Regions from separate parts of the Mus musculus genome. Here regions 1, 2 and 3 are each linked to region 4. Evidence: chromatin contacts called from public Hi-C and promoter capture Hi-C data. All regions are on one chromosome and are shown on one strand. The core of a region is the stretch at or near the end of the contact, and the rest is flanking DNA. Distances in the headings are between cores, read along the strand shown.

Region 1 (2,700 bases), core at 118-2,617, 2.4 Mb after region 4:
ATTTATCGTTACCATTTATTTATTTATTTATTTATTTATTTATTTATTTATTTATTTATTTATTTTTGAGGCGGGAGTCTCATGTAGTCCAGACTGGCCAAGGATGACCTTGAATTCATGATCTTCCTACTTTTGCTTCTCAAGTGCTGCAGCTACAGGTATACACCACCGTGCCAATTTAGAAATTAACTTTCTTAGGCTTCCACTTAATACGTGGTTTATGCATTCCATTTATATATTAGAGATTGTTTTGAAAATAGTTGAAAGGAAACTGTCTTTGAGATAAATAGTTAAGAAATATTTTAGAAAGATATTCTGTCTATCATAATTTAAAATTTGCTTTTTAAAAAAATGTGGATAATTTCCTGGGTTAGATTTGTCTTATTTTTAAGATAGTCTCATACTGTAGCATGGGGTGGCTCAGAACTCACTACGTAGCTCAGGTTGGTCTCAGAAAGTCAGCGTCCTGAGGTCTGGGGCTACAGGTGTGAGACGCTATATGTGGCTTATAATTAGAGTTGTGATACACAAAGACAGACAGACACACACACACAACCTTATAGGACTGTGAAAGTTCCCAACGTCCACAGCACACTCTGAGGGATACAGCCTGGACTTCAATGGGTGGTGCAATAGAACTAGGAAAACAAGCTCCGAGAAGCTACTCCTGAGAAACGTCCTCAAGGGGTTCTGTGCACACTCCTGGGTCTTCCCAGAGCTTCAATTTCAAGTCCCAGTGGATCTGGAGTGGGGAGAGAAATCTGCGGTATCTGGGGAGTTCAGGAGTAATCAGCTTGAGTCTGGTCCAAGCAGAACCCACCCAACAATTCAGATGAGAAACTGAATCAGGGAGATTAGTAAAAGCAAATTTGTCCATTGCCTACCACTTGGGAAAACATTAGTCACAGCCTATAGTTTTCAGAGCCCAGTCAGCCAAACTCTCAACTTTAATGAAGATGGCCCTGGGCCGGGGGTGGGGGGCTGGTAGCACACTCCCAGCTTCTGGGAGGCAGATGAAGATCTATGAGAAACCCAAACAAGAAAAGACAAGACTGCCTGGGGAACAGGTGGCTTATCAAGGCCTTCCGAGATAAGGAACTGCTCTGCAGGACCTGAGAGAGAGAAATCAAAGGTGAGCGACCCGCAAGCCTCAGGAGAGTAACCAGCGTTCTGTCCCAGCGGAGCCGCCAACCCGCAGTCCGCTTCCAGAGGGCAGCCGGCGCCTGCCACGTGGCCCAGGTTGCGAACCGGGGGCGGGGCGTGAGGAGGCGCGTCGCGCAGAGTGCGCCTGCGCGGGTGGGCGGGGCGGGGCAGGGTACAAGGCGAGCCCCACGCATTAAAGGCACGGCGCCGGCGACCGGCGGGCCAGCTCGTGGTACGCAGGCGCGGGCTTTCTCCTCCGTACAGCGGCTCCGGGTCTGGGCTGTGTGGTTGTGTGGCTGTGCAGCGGCGGCGGCGGTGCATCTCCGACACCATGAGCGGCTTCAGCAGCGAGGAGCGCGCCGCGCCCTTCACCCTCGAGTACCGCGTCTTCCTCAGTGAGTGGCGTGAGGCCGAGGGCCGGGTCGCCCATTCATTCCAGAACGAGCGGGCGGGCGGGCGGACGCGTCCCCTTCCCTCTGGCGGGCGGCGGGACCAGCGAGGGCCGCCATCCCAGTGCCCACCGCGAGCGCTCCCTCCACACATTCGAACTTGGGCCACATGGGGAAAGGAAACCACTGAGTCACCCTTAGAAGGTGCCCGGAGGTGATACCGACCGCCTAAGAGGATTGTCCTCAGGATCGCCGGCTGGAGGACAGAGATTTCCTCAAGACCTTAATTCGGTGCCGAACAGGATCGAGTCCTCCCCGGTGTTGTAAGAGATGGGAAACTGAGGCCCAGGTCTTCCCGGCACTAGCCTTATTGTGGTGAGGCTTCTCTGAAGCCCTGATGGCCGGGAGTGCTTCTAGGAAACCGAAAGCTTTGCCTCCCTAGACAGACAGGTGACGTCTAGCTAAGGACCTGGTGGGAGAACAGCCAGGTTCTTAACCCTGGTGCCGGAACCCACTAGTTACCCCCGCATCCAACCCCTGCCCTGCACTCAGAAAGGCGGAGTCGATCGGCCTTCCACGTGTGTCACCTTTTCCTGATAGGTGCTTGCAAGCTACCTGGGTTTCTCCTGGAAGCCCTTAGCTTGTAGGTATATACATACATTCATGGTGCTAACAGAGGTTTGCGATGCTGTTAGCAAAGGCCCTTCCAGTTTGTAACCTCTTTGTGTTTATTTAGAAGGGATGGGCAGCAATCTCAGGACAGGGCAAACAGACATTCCTGAAAGAATGAACAGAGAGTGCCTAGCAGAAACTTCGCCATGGAAATAGTGTTGGCTTCAGGTTTTTCAGTGTCCTTTAAAGTGACCCTTTGGGTCACTGGGAATTGTCTTCAAGCTATATGTGCAGAATAAACACACTGCTTTTAATGTATTTAATGTATTGGTGGTAAGTATTTGATGGTTGTGGGTAGAGAGCAAAGCCACTCCTTGACTTTGGATTAGGCTGAAGTCTATCAAATGGGCTCTCTGGAACTTAAGAAACACTAAATTTAGTACCACTATGTAATTTAACTAGTTCTCGCTCTTTGCACTTTTTAAAAAGGATAAATTTCTGAGTATTTTTTCCACTTTTTTTTTTTTTTTTTTTTTTTGAGGGTGGTGGTGGGTGA
Region 2 (2,700 bases), core at 111-2,610, 2.2 Mb after region 4:
CTGCCTCCCAAGTGCTGGGATTAAAGGTGTGTGCCACCACTGCCTGGCCTTGGAACTCATTATATTGCCAGGGCTAGCCTTAAACTGCCATTCTCCTACCCCGTCTTTCTGGAGTAGTAGGGTCACAGCCCTAACTACCACACACAGCCTTCTGGACTGCTGTCTCTTGGTGTTGGCAAGGTCCCCTTACTCTGTGCCTTCCAATTGCACAAGATTCCAGGATGGCCAGGCCCACTTTTAAGTGATTGGTTAGGAGTCCTGTCTCATGATCAGCGATCTATAGACTGTAAGGGCTGCTAACCAAATCTTCACCCTCTAGCTGAAGCCCAGCCCCCGGGGTCACCAAAAGAAGGCAAAGTTCTGAGATTAGGGACAGAAAGCCAGTTCCCTTCATGAAGGCACCGGAAGAACCCCTTCCAGGCTCCTCCCTCTTAGAGAACAGCCCAGAAAAGAGACAAACAACCTTTGCGCTTCCTCCTCTCGTGACCAATTCAACATACTTTATTTACCTCTTCTCCAGTGATAGTAAACGGATCCCGGCCATCTTTTGAAAAGCAACTTCAGGAACCTCCCTTTGCATCGCTTTTTTCTACAAGCCCTTTCCCTAGGATCAAGCAACCTAACCCGACTAGTGTGTGCTGTTTGACAAAGCACCTTTAAAACCGCTCTTCGAAAGCCCTGATCTGAAACCTGACAGCGCCTCTACCAAAGCCAACAACTTCTTGGATACCAAAGGAGCTATTTTACACGTCCCACTTGTGGGAGCTGGGGCTCCCCCAACCTTTGATGACTCCTCTAACAAAGTAAACAATGCTGTCAAAGGAGGCTAACACTGGGCGAGGCATGCAGAGTGCATGCCAGCCTCGTCTCGGAACTCTCGGCGCAGCCAGACCAGTCATCTTAGGCTTCCGCGCCAGGTCCGTCTCCCCGACTTCCCTCTCCCCAAAGCCCGTAGGACAGCTCCAGAGGCAAGCCCCGCTGCGCAGAATGCACGGTCTGCAGCACACCGTACGGGCAGCGGGGAGGAAGCTGTTGGTCGAGCATGCAGTGCCACGCGCCAGCCGTGATGGCGGGCAGGCCGGGCGCGGCTCACCTCCCGGCGTTGTGGAGAACAGCGTCCCCCCGGGCGTGGTGCAGTAGTCCTGAGGTAGCTGCGCGGCGTCGCTGATAGCCACGGTGCGCGTGGGGATGGCGCGGCTCTGGCTGGGCTGGTGGCTACCACCGGCCGACGCGGACATGGCTCCGACGCGGGCTCGAGGCTTTGTGCAGCAGCGGCGGCGGCGGCGGCGGCGGCGGCGGCGGGGCCGGGCGGCTCTGGCTCCTCACGCTCGGCTCTCAACTCGCCTGCTCTCGCCCGGTCGTCCCGCTGCGATACCGCTCCCGCTGCCGCCGCCGCCGCCGCCGCCCGGTCCTCCGGCCTCCGCCTGCAGCCTCAGCAGCAGCAGGAGCAGCAGCGGCAGCAGCGGCAACGATGACTACCGGAAGCGGTCGAAGGCGGGAGCAAGGGGTAGTAGAGGGAGGGACAATATGGAAGCCGGACGTGACGTTGGAGGGCGTGTCTGAGGCGAGTGGGCGGGTAGCTGGGGGCGTGACTGAGGCAGCCGAAGGCTAGAGGCAGAGGGTGAACCCGGAAATCCGGGAAAAAGGAAGTGTTGAAGGGTGGAGCCTTAGGGTGGGCGGGACTTTGAGGGGCGGGGCTGAGTTCAGAGGAACATAATAGACTCCCAGTGAAGCTGAGTGTAGGTGATTAAGGCACGCGGGAGGGGGGGGAAGCGGGGTGTGTGTGTGTGTGTGTGTGTGTGTGTGTGTGTGTGTGTGTGTGTGTGTGTGTGTGTGTGTGTGTGTGTGTGTGTGTGTGTGTGTGTGTGTGTGTGTGTGTGTGTGTGTGTGTGTGTGTGTGTGTGTGTGTGTGTGTGTGTGTAATTGTTTGTGGTGTGTAAGTGTGGACTAACAGTACTTTCTTAGGGCTTACTTCATATTCCCATCTATATCTAACCATTAAAAGTATAACTCGGGCTGGAGGGATGGCTCAGTGGTTAAGAGCACTGTCTTCTAGAGATCCTGAGTTCAAATCAGCAACCACATGGTGGCTCACAACTATCTGTAATGGGATCCGATGCCCTCTTCTGATGTGTCTGAAGACAGCTACAGCGTACTCATATACATAAAATAAATAAATAAATCTTTTTAAAAAATTATAACTCTGGGAGCCCACAAGATGGCTCAGCAGGTAAAGAAAGGCATTTGTCACCAAGCCTGCAGACCTGAGTTCCACCACCCAGAAGCCACAAGGTGAAAGGGGAGACCGACTCTCCCAAGTTATCCTCTGACTTCTCCACTAGTCCATGAGCACCCATCTGCCTGCCCATAAATAAATAAATGTAATCAAAGTTTTTGTTTGTTTGTTTGTTTGTTTGTTTCGTTGGTTGGTTTTTCGAGACAGGGTTTCTCTGTATATCCTGGCTGTCCTGGAGCTCACTTTGTAGACCAGGCTAGCCTCGAACTCAGAAATCCACCTGCTTCTGCCTCCTGAGTGCTGGGATTAAAGTCGTGCACCACCACACCCAGCTAATCAAAGTTATTTTAAGAAGTATAATTTTAATTGCTCATTATTAAAGGAAAGCAATGCGTACACGATGAACTAAGGGTTTAACCATCAATGACTCTGAGGAAGGGCTCAGTAGTTAAGAGCGCTTGTTG
Region 3 (2,700 bases), core at 178-2,677, 2.2 Mb after region 4:
GCTCCATCTGACTGGAGGAAACAAATGGGTCTTTGGACACCACCACCACCCCCAAAGCAAACAAAATATGGGGGTGGGGTGGACACACAGAAGCAGGAAGTCCTTGCCAGCCATCCTACGCTTGTTGCCCCCATCCCATCCCCCCACCCCCGCCCCCGCCCCAGCACCACCGCCGCACAAGGCGAGGTGCAAAGCGGTCCTGATTAGTAATGCTAATGAGGAGGGTGGGGTTGCCTGCACCAGGACATTTAAACACATCTATCAGCAAAGTCACAGGACACCCAGCGAGAGTACCCTCGCTGCGCCGGTGTTTTGCAATTCCCTTGAGGAACCTCCTGGCATTTTCTTCTAGGGCTACCAGCCCAGGGCTGGTATCAAACTCCCTATCAGAGAACTGGCCAAGTGTTTCTCTCTTGTCTTCCCTTGCAGGACAGAGCCACAACAGGACAGAGCCCTTCCAAGTCCTCCCACCTCCCACACTGTCTGTGCATGGCCCGGAGCCCACAGCCACAGGTGCTCTGTCACTGGCTGTGGGCAGACAAGGACCGGCCCATACTCTCTGGCTGGAAGACCAGAGATGCCTCAAGCTCACCCCGGGCCAGGCTTTTGTGGAGTCTGATTTACAAAACAAGGGCAGCTTGGCCACTACAAGGAACTGGGACAGTCAGTGTCCCAAACACTACCTTTCTATTAAGTCCATGTCTTTTGGGGGGAGGGGGGTGTCATGCTCAGGCACATGAATGTACTCACGCTCCACGCACACCCTCGCTCACACCAAGGAAACCCCACCTCAAAAGAGACCAAACCGAGCGGCGAATCAAAGCCAGTGCCTGCCAGGCCCCTCAGTTTGCTCCCTTGCCCCTGGGCCTCAAGGGTCCTGCAGATAAGTCTGGGGACCCCATGCCGGGGTCACAACGCGGCTATCTTTCCTAACTTCTTCGGAAGCCCAGCCCAGCTGGCCCGGAGGGCTCCCAGGCCAAGAAGTGCGGGTGTCGCCACTCCATGTTGTCCCTCACTCCGAGGGAAGCCAGAGTACAGGAGATGAGTCCGGGATCGACCTGCGCACAACCCGGGAGCAGCTCCAGCTTTGAGAAAGCATGGTGGCGCCGACCTGGGGCAGGCCTGGGTGGCTCGGACGCCTCCGCCCCAAACCGAGGGACCCCGATCCTCCCTCGGCGCGGCCCACGCGTGCTTACCTGGCAGCCGCAGCTCCGGGAGAGCGTCGCGCTATGCGGCCGGGGACTGCCGGCGCCGAGGCGGGCTTCGGGCACTACCCGCGCGGGCTCCAGATGACTCCGCCCACCCTCCCAGCCCATCCGGGGGCGGAGGCAGCTCCTGCTGTGTCCAGGCGGCGCAGACCCGGCCAGCCCGGGGCCACCGAGGCCAGGATCACCCCCAGAACCCCGCCTCGAGTCCGGATCCCCCCTCCCACGCCTGGGAGGGCGCGGTCACAGCTTCGGCCTCCGCCCACAAGGAGGGGGTGCGGACTTAAAGATACACTCACCCCACCACGGTCGGATAGGCACAACTCCCCTCCCCCCTCTTTCAATCCAGCCGGTTCCGGGCCAGCATCCTCCGTCTGCTCGCCCTACGCCTGGAGGAAAACCCTAGGGTAGAGGGAACCTGCGGGAGAAGCAAGTTCCTCTTTCCTTGTCTGGTCGGTTCCTTCTGGAAGATACCCAAGGCCGGCTTCCAATCTCCATGGCTGGAGAAAAATGCTTAGGCTGGTGGCGCCACACCCCCTCCCCTACTCCAGGGCCCCTGTTATGTCTGTAGCCCCGGGCTTCCCCTTTCTGCTTCTCCTGGACCCCAGAATCAGCATTTCTCCTGTGCCACTTGAGCTCCGTAGGGAAGGTCTGACGCCTCTCCGAATAGACGTCGAAGGATGAAGCCCTAAAAGAGCAGGTGGTCACCTTGACCGCTGGCTTAGGAAAATTGCAGCTCCCAGTCTTTGGAAGAAGAGCAGCCCCACTACCCCTACCCAACGCATCCAAGTGGTGGTGGGCTCTGGGGCTCTGGTACCTGACCCTTGACCTTGGATCACCCATGGGCACTTACTCACCCCTGCTTAGGTCTCAGGAAAGCCTCTTTGATGTATGGAATGAGGTCTCTCTCTGTCTCTCTCTCTGTCTCTGTCTCTCTCTGTCTCTCTCTCCCTACACTGAGGAATATTTCCTTCCTGCCTCTACCTGCCTTGGCCCCAGTCAGAGCTAGAGGGTCCTTGGCACGCTCTGCAGGGAGTTGTGACCAGGATGAAGACTTTGCAGGCCTGGCCTTTAGCCAAAATCAAGCTAGGGAACTTGAACTATGCAGAAGGAGGGCCTTGCAACCCTAAAAGGACTCATTAAGGGTGGTCTGGCCAGATACCCAGCATGTCTGCAGCGGTATCTCATCTGTGTAATCTTAGCAGGTACCTATGTACCTATCATTGTTCACACACACACATACACACACGGTCTCATATATCCCAAGTTGATTTTGTTCAATATTTAGTTAAAAATAACCTAGAAATTCTAAATCCTTCCTCCTGAATGCTGGGATTATAGGCACGGTCCCTCATTCTGGCTTATGCAGTGCTGGGTGTTGAAATCAAGTATTCTTGTGTATGCTGGGCATGCAAACACTCTAGCATATCCCTAGCCCTCGCTATTCCTATTTTAATACATGGGGAAACTGAGGCCCCAGGACTACCTGCCCTCT
Region 4 (2,772 bases), core at 142-2,641:
GAAATGTTGCTTGAGATTAAGAATCCGACAAAAATACTACCAATGCCAAAGGATTCAATAGAGTTAGTTAAGAGGATTACTTTCATTAATATTGGATAAGGGAAATATTAGAGTTTCTTAAAGTAGAGAAAAATAATTTACTGCGTGCAGCTGTTAGGGAAGTAGAAATAGAATCTATTCTACCCCCTGCGACAACTGGAAGATTCCACATACAATCTTAAAATGATGGGAACAAAAGCAAGATTACAAGAGATTGGTATTATGAAAACAGTATGACCTCTCGGATAACTATGGCTTATATCCTATATCAACTAAGATAAGTTTTTCAAGTTATTTGAACCGCACAAAACATTGGATCGGTCAAGTGGTTTGTTTGTTTTTTTTTTGTTGTTTTTTTTTTTTTTCATTACAAGGGGACGGGAAAGCCAAACAAAACCGCCAAGCATTACAGTAAACCCGCGAGCTTTGGAAAATCTAAGGAAGCCGACTTTCCGGTCAGTAGCCATGTACGTGTACACAATTGCACAAAATCAGGCGGATTCCAAGGCCTGATTTAAGTCGGGGAAAAGGAAAAAAAAAACCGTTACAAAGTGATAGGCATCGATCATCATCCTGGATTTCATTTACACCACCCCGCTTTGGCCAGGACCAGGAAGCCTGGAAAATGTAACTTTTCCCCAACATGCAGTCGCTCGCCAGAGCTCTTCAGCCCTCGCCCTGGGGCAACAGGGAGCCCCCTCTCCACGACACGCGGAGTCCCGGAGCCGCACGGTCACAATCTCGCTGGCCCAGAGGCGACCGGGCGGGGCGGGGCGGGGGCTCGGGGAACCCAAGGGCGCGGGGCTCACCAGCTGCTGTACCTCGTCGCATGAGGCCATAGCCCTGGTGGGACGTAGGGAAACGGTGGTCTCAGGCTGGACGCAAACACAGGTCCCGGGCCGCTTCAGAGAGAGACCCGCTGGGCGTAACTGGCGGGACAAGGGGCGTGCCCGGCGCCCCGCAGCCGTTAATGGGCGGGGCGGCCTCTGCTGAGAGGCTGGGGCGGGGCCGAGGCGGAGGGCTGCGGGAACGCGCCAGGGACTACCAGGGTTTCCCGCGCTCGGGGCGAGCTTCTCCCGGGTGTGCCCCACCGGGCGTTTTGACGAAAAGCCAAGTGTGTGGGGAGGGTGAGTGGAAACGTGAGCCTCGGAGGCCAAGCTCTGGGTCCCTCGCCTCCCGCCACTGGCGGAAACAGTGGCTGCGAGCCCGCGCGGAGCCCGGAAGTGGGCGGGGCCTCGGGCCGGGGACTGTCGCCGAGATTGAGTCCCGAGCGGAAGTGGGTGTGGCGGGGCGTGTCCACTGGGACGCGGCCCCAGTGAGGCGGTGTCAGCGCTCGCGGGACTCGAGACTCTTCAAAGCTGGGATCGCGCGTGCTGCCAGCCACTGAGACCCAAGCCGCTCTCCGGGTCCTCCAGGCGTCCGGCCATGGTGTCTGGCTGAGCGCTCCTGGGGCTGAGAAGCTGAGCCGCGGTGAATGGAGGGGTCACTGGAGCTGAGCTCGGAGGCGATCCTGCGCTTCCTCGCCGAGCGTGGGGGCCGGGCGGGACACTCGGAATTGGTGCAACACTTCAGGGACGTCCTGGGTGGCCAGCGCGAACAGCGCACCCGCGCCCGCGAGCGCTTCAAGGAACTGGTCAATGCCGTGGCCACCGTGCGCACCGATCCCGCGGATGGTACCAAGTATGTGCATCTCAAGAAAAGGTTCTGTACGGGGGATTCCCCCCCGCTTGAGGCCAAGCTCCCCCGAGAGCCCCCGCGTATCGAGGTGACTGAGGAGCCTCAAGTCCCGGACCTTGCAGCGGAGCCTTGCGAGGGCAGCCAGCTCCAGGAGGCAAATCCACAGTTGTCTCTCGGACTGGGTGGCGAAGTGAGCGACCAAGAGCCTCCAGCCCCTGCTCAAGGTGGGGCCCAAGGTAAGGACTCGCCACCACAGGAGGTCGAGGCCGTGTCCTGGGCGTCGGGTCCCGGGTCCAGCGAGAACCTTAAACTCCCTCCACAGGGGGAGGCTGAAGGGGGCAGTTCCCCTAGTGGGCCAAACACACCCAGGTCGGCCCGTCAGAACTTTCGGGACCTGGTGTTGGGCAGCTCCCCGCAACTAAAGAGGAGCGTGGGTCCTGGGGACGGTAACGCTGGAGGTCGCAGCAGAGGAGGGGGCGACTCCGATACCGCATCGTTAGCTTCTTCGTCCGCAGAAGAGGAGAGCAGCGTCGGGGCCTCGGTTACCCTGGATCCCCTGGATCACGCCTGGATGCTCTCAGCTTCCGAGGGCAAGTGGGACAGCCTAGAAGGGCTGCTCACTTGTGAGCCCGGCCTGCTCTCGAAGCGAGACTTCATCACCGGCTTCACTTGTCTCCACTGGGCCGCCAAGCACGGCAGGCAAGAGCTCCTGGCCATGTTGGTCAACTTTGCCACCAAACACCAGCTGCCAGTGAACATCAATGCCAAGTCGAGCGGAGGCTACACTGCCCTACATTTGGCAGCGATGCATGGGCATGTAGAGGTGGTGAAGTTACTAGTGGGGGCCTACGACGCAGATGTAGACATCAGGGACTACAGCGGGAGAAAGGCCTCTCAGTATCTGAGCGAGAGCATCGCAGAGGAGATAAAGAACCTGGTGGGAGCCCTGGATGAAGATGATGGAGACAGCCCTGCCGCCCGCGGGGGTGGGCGCTGGAGACTTTCAAAGGTGCTCCCCTCACACATCACTCACAAACTCTCCCCGGTCGTGGAAGA

The links. Promoter capture Hi-C pulls out the DNA fragments that hold promoters and counts their contacts. A called contact is a pair of places that touch in the nucleus more often than the background predicts. Capture Hi-C pulls out chosen DNA fragments and counts their contacts.
Region 1: a promoter capture Hi-C map of pre-B cells shows a contact between it and region 4, with 3 times the contacts expected there. The contact joins the promoter of Ppa1 here to the promoter of Sowahc in region 4.
Region 2: a contact with region 4 is called in a Hi-C map of B cells, with 5 read pairs. The contact joins the promoter of Eif4ebp2 here to the promoter of Sowahc in region 4. A contact is called at or near these places in 2 of 39 promoter capture datasets (liver and pre-B cells) and 1 of 484 Hi-C or Micro-C datasets (B cells).
Region 3: a contact with region 4 is called in a promoter capture Hi-C map of liver, with 2.2 times the contacts expected there. The contact joins the promoter of Pald1 here to the promoter of Sowahc in region 4.

Annotation. Positions count from the first base shown.
Region 1 is chr10:61,647,254-61,649,953 of GRCm38.p6, forward strand. It overlaps Ppa1 (pyrophosphatase (inorganic) 1), which reads left to right and starts at 1,368. Exons shown (of 11, transcript NM_026438.4): 1 at 1,368-1,538. The coding sequence starts at 1,475.
Region 2 is chr10:61,451,309-61,454,008 of GRCm38.p6, forward strand. Eif4ebp2 (eukaryotic translation initiation factor 4E binding protein 2) reads right to left here and starts at 1,361. Exons shown (of 3, transcript NM_010124.2): 1 at 1,094-1,361. The coding sequence starts at 1,238.
Region 3 is chr10:61,382,096-61,384,795 of GRCm38.p6, forward strand. It overlaps Pald1 (phosphatase domain containing, paladin 1), which reads right to left and starts at 1,428. Exons shown (of 20, transcript NM_013753.2): 1 at 1,197-1,428.
Region 4 is chr10:59,220,531-59,223,302 of GRCm38.p6, forward strand. Sowahc (sosondowah ankyrin repeat domain family member C) reads left to right here and starts at 1,392. Exons shown (of 1, transcript NM_172939.3): 1 at 1,392-2,772. The coding sequence starts at 1,514. It overlaps Septin10 (septin 10), which reads right to left and starts at 970. Exons shown (of 10, transcript NM_001024911.3): 1 at 861-970. The coding sequence starts at 878.